2 separate regions of the Arachis hypogaea genome follow, and region 2 is linked to region 1. A link is a contact called in public Hi-C data. All regions are on one chromosome and are shown on one strand. The core of a region is the stretch at or near the end of the contact, and the rest is flanking DNA. Distances in the headings are between cores, read along the strand shown.

Region 1 (2,700 bases), core at 18-2,517:
AATTATTAAGAATTAATAAAAAATTGTTAAACAATATTCTTTATTTTAATTTATTATTACACAGATCACATAAAAATTAATAATAAATTATTAAAAAAATAATAAAAAACTTCTACACAATTTTGTTTATTATAATTTATTACACAACCGTATCATAAAAATTGACGACGACAATAATAATAATAATATTATTATTATTATTAAAATTAATAATAACAATATCAAAATAAAAAAAAATTACTTACCCATTGGAGATAATCCAGATATTTAATAATGTGTTCTTCTGATTTGGTAAAATTATGAACCATTTTTTTTTCTTCCCTCAAACTCTAATCCTTCACAGTATATTTCTTCTTCTCCCACCCTTGCTTCTTCACTCTTCCTCCTTTAGTAACCTTTTGTCATTCTTGCTTTTTCACTCTGGTTTTCACTCTTCTTCACTAATATTTTTTCACCCTTGCAGGAACCTGCGTTTTGGTTTTATAAGCCCCTCCATTACACGCGTCGGGCATACAGCTAGGGAGGCTATCAATCACAACCTGCGATTTGTCCTGCACGACTAACAAACGCAGCCTGCATTTTGCCTTTCCCAAAATTGATCAACAACTGCTCCTGTCTGCATGCAGGGGACATCTTGCCATGTTTTGAAAATTTGTTGTCCTACCCTGTCAATCGCAGATTACGTTTTGCAGAATGCAACATTTTCTTGATCTTCGTTGCACACAAAACATAGATTATGTTTTGTTTCTTTTAACACTACCAGTTTTATATTTTTGCATAACACGCCATTCCTCTATTTTCTAGTATTTCACCTTTTTGAATCTATTTATAAATTAATTTCTGATGTTTGTTCTTGTGATATATATAAATTTTATACATTATTAATATAAAATTATTTTACACATACATCTAATTATATAATATTATATTAATAAAATAACTATTTTTTTATATTAATTACATGAATAATTATCTAAAAAATATTATACTTATACGAATTACTCATATATATATATATATATATATATATATATATATATATATATATATATATATATATATATATATATATATATAAATAAGACGTTTGGGTGTATATGTGTATGAACAAAACTACTACAAATAATTATTTTTGCCAGTACATTATTATATGACACGTGATTCATGATCTCATACTGCTATTGTTTACCGACACTTTTGACACGTGACAGCCAACATACCAACACATAAATATGTTTTAATTTTGCTTTTATACAATATAGTATGTTTTATTTTTGCTAATCAATCCTGTAGTAGTAAGTGATTTGCTACTGACTTTGCCTTTTTAAACAGAGTCTAAGCTATAGTATAAACTTTTATATATACTATTATTCAACCATGGTTTAATTATTTAACACTTTTATATTAGATTATTTAAAAAATATGTAAAATAAAATAATTTAGTTAATCCTAATATATTGATAATATAATTTTTTCTGTACCTAAATGAAATTCTTTTATTATCATATGTTAATTAAGTTCACATGAAATTATAATTTTTCCTCTTTTTTGAGTTCAAATATGTTAGACTAATAAAAAGTATATTAGAATTAATTTAGAAAATATCTCTTTAAACAAGAAAAAGATTAATAGAAGTATATTAAAATTACGAGTTAAGTTTTAAAATAGTCCCTAAAATTACATTCGAGTCTCAAAGTAATTTCCGAAGTCAATAATTATCCAAATTTATCCTCAAAATTACGCTCCGAGACTCATAGTAGTCCCTGAGACATTTTTCGTTCATCGAAAGTTCGAAACCTTAAAACGACGTCATTTTAAAAAAAAATTAGTTACTAAGTTTTTTAGTTGTTTTCTATTCTGTAATTATTACTAGTTTTTTTTTATTGTTGCTATTTTGTGTGCTTGTTGCTGTTTAGATTGATTGATACTTGCTATTTAAGTTGATTGATTTTTTCTGATTAATGCTGGTTTTTTTTGTGATATTTTGTGTTGTTGATTTTTATTTTTGTGATCTGTTGAAGACGAAGAAGAAGAAGAACAGAGTTGAAGAAGAAGGAGATTGTTGTTTTTTTTAAATATAAAACGACGATATCTTTCTATGCTTCTTTTTTTTTCAAAACGACGTCATTTCAAGGTTCCGATGAACGGAAAATGCCTCAGGGACTATTATGAGTCCTGGAGTGCAACTTCGAGTTGGATAATTATTAACTTCAGGGGTTATTTTGAAGTTCGATTGCAACTTCAAAAACTACTTTAAGACTTAACTCTAAAATTACTTTGAAAAAATCTCTCTCTAAAAAAAGTATATATTAAATTAAAAAATTTATTTTGATGTACCGATATAAAAATTAGAGAAATGTTAAGCGTTCAAGCATATTTTGAATCAAATTTTTAACGAAGTCCGCACATTTTTTCTTTCATTATCGTTATCGTTATTATCGTCGTCATCATCATCTTCTTTTTTTTTTGTGTTTTTTCTTCAAGTCGTTGTCATTTTTTCTTCTTTCTCATCTTATTGATGTTATTGTTGTTGTTGTTTAATTTCTTTTTCTTTTTTTCTTCCTCTTTATCCTCTTTTATTATCATCATCATCGTTGTTCTCGTTGTTTTTATCTTTTTCTTTTCCTAACCAATGAAATATGCAGAGCACCCAAATGACAAATACATTTACAGCAAAAATTTATATACTGTATCAATAAA
Region 2 (2,700 bases), core at 113-2,612, 49 kb before region 1:
ACGTGCCAACCGCCCTGCTTACCATGACCTTCAGAAAATATTTAAACAAAGAAAGGAAAATAGAAGGAAAATCAACACAAGGAGAGTATATTCTTACAACCAGTATCATAATTGTTTTTTTTAAACATAAAAGAAAAGAGAGCACCAGAAATTCATGCCAAAAGAAACAAACGAATGAATACACCACCTCCTTATAGTAACAATTCTTGTAATTACAAAACCAGATCTTCAAAATTCAGAACAAGGTTCACTATTATTATGCAAAGAAGAATCAACCAAACTCAGAAACACAACCCAAATCCGGTAGTTCTTTTTTCCCCCCAAATAAAAAACCTAAATAATCAGAAATTTCGTTGAAAATATCAGCAGTGCATAGAAAAAACCAGAAGAAGTAAAACTCACCCGGAGGTCTGCGGAACTCGGCGGATCCCCAACGGTGGAAGTCGCGGTGGTGAGAGGAATCTCTCCATCTGGCAACGGAGCCCAGAGACTCAGACCTCTCGTGTTTCCTCTCCTTGAAGAAGTCCTTCCGATCCCAAGGCAACGGTTCAGGAGGCATCAAAAATCAACCCAATAGCATCGGCATCCAACGCAAAAACCAACGGAAAACCGTATTCACCGCACCAAACCCGAATCTACAGAACCTCAAACCTCCAGATTCAAAACAAAAACAATCGCCAGAGAAATTTCACAGCACCGCCGACGAATCTAGGGTTCACAGACGGCAACAAAGACATAAAAGAGAAGGCCGATTCGCAAGCTTCCCGGTCCACAGATCGGACAAGAAACCACACGCGGCAACGAAATCGCCGCCGCGCAAAGCAATCTAGTCTATGGCTTCCGCCACGGCAACAAAACGGAGCCTCAAAACCAGAAAGAGCCAAAAGAAACGGCGCAGAATATATAAAGAGAAAACCAAACCAAACCAAGCCTTCGTGTTTCACAAGGAGAGAGAGAGAGAGAGAGAGAGAGAGAGAGAGAGAGAAAGAAGGAAGAATAATATAACTTCAACAGGCGGCGGTTCAGATCGAAGCGTGTAGAGAGAGTGCGGAGGAGAGAGCCATGGTTGCGGATTCCGAAGCTCCTTCGAAAAAGAGAGAGTCCTCGTTCTTCTGCAGCGGAGAGAGAGAGAGTGGTGTGGTGTGTTGTGCTGGTTTCAGAGTCTGAATATGGTTGTGGTTTTTTGTGAGGAGGAAGAAATTGTGCGTATAGGGAAGAAAGTGAGAAGGTGAGAAACGATAAGGGACAAAGAGAACCTTGAGAAGAGAGAGAGAAAGAGAGAGAAACAAAACATAGATACATAGAGAGAGAAACAGTGGTAGCGGACCTCAACCCTCCTTATAAAACCAAATTCTAATCTCCTTTCGAATCCGATATTATATTATTTATTTTTTATTTATTTATTGTAATTCGCTTTCGTATCTTTCCTTCCTTTTTTTACTTATTTATTTATTCGTTTATTATTATCTTTTGGGCCTTCGATTCTGGTATTAATAAACTAAATTATAATATAGTTTTACTATCGAAAGCGGCATTCTGAAATTTGTAAAATCCATTAATTTCGTTCTTGACTTCTCATTTATATTATTTATGTTTTTGAAATTGTAAAAAATATATTTAGTTTGTCTCTTGTCTAATTTTTGGCTAATTAATTTACTACTAGTAAATGACATATAAGTGCTGACTTAACAAATGACTATCATAATGAACCACATAAAACATTGGCGTATTAATTTTGGCTTTAAACCTCCAATACCGTTTTAATAAGAGAATTAAAATGTTTAACTTCCCTTTAAAAATAAAATATCACTTCGTCTTTTTCATCTTCTTCGAAAATAAAATACTTTGTGCTCAAAATTTTTGTACCCACGAATGTTCGTTAGATTATTATGGTGAAGCGATTTAGAATTCGTTGGAACCCTACTCATTATTGGCAACCAGAATTATTGAAAAAATAAGTAAGATTTCTTCGCGAAACCTAATTCAACTTACAAATCAATTTTCACATAACCAAATGCTAACTGTCTCTCATAAAGACTCATACTTTACTCCACCCACCACCGGTTCTACTTCAAGAAATTCTAAATCAACAGTAAGTGCCTCAAACTCAACAGCTTCTTCAACCAGAAGCGCCCCACATCAACAATATTAACAGAGTCCTCATCCCCAATTCTCTCAATAAACACCTGATCTACTTAAACAGTAACTAGCACCTAATCTACTTCAACAGTACTGGGCACCTCATTTACCTCAATATGCGCCATCAATTTCGCTAATAAATCTGTCGCAAGTTTAATCTTCACTTGGCCAGCATGTCGAAAAAACACCTTATGTTCCTTCTCAAAACTATTCATCCAATTTTCATCAGCCATCACCTCAGTCTCTTAGTGGGCCTTCGCCTACTCAACAATACTACGGCACACCAACCCATGCGTATGAACCACTATGAAGTAGACCTAATCCAAACTATTATGGTAGCACGTCTGCACTTATGCAACAACAAATAGAGATGATATACAAATAGTGGTGATGAAAAAAAAGAAATAGAACATGATGAATAACCATTGCAATTAGGGTTAAAAGGAGGGATAAGGGACCAAACTATGTCAAAGAATTTCAATTGCCAAGTCATATAACTATTAGACACTCCAGCATAGCAAGTCAGTGTCATGTCACTTCCTGTGGTAAGTTAATTAGCCA

What was found. Hi-C and Micro-C count contacts between places; a contact is called where the count stands out from the background.
Region 2: a Hi-C map of leaf shows a contact between it and region 1, with 2.2 times the contacts expected there. The contact joins the promoter of LOC112776118 here to the enhancer-like site in region 1. A contact is called at or near these places in 2 of 8 Hi-C or Micro-C datasets (both in leaf).

Annotation. Positions count from the first base shown.
Region 1 is chr19:147,810,413-147,813,112 of arahy.Tifrunner.gnm2.J5K5, reverse strand. No RefSeq gene overlaps it. Among protein-coding and RNA genes, the nearest start is that of LOC140181798, 7.1 kb to the left of the region's middle. Within about 2 kb of position 1,267, at least 1 of the 3 cell types and tissues checked has open chromatin away from gene starts, as enhancers often do.
Region 2 is chr19:147,859,876-147,862,575 of arahy.Tifrunner.gnm2.J5K5, reverse strand. It overlaps LOC112776118, which reads right to left and starts at 1,362. Exons shown (of 4, transcript XM_025820124.3): 1 at 403-1,362; 2 at 1-28. The coding sequence starts at 559.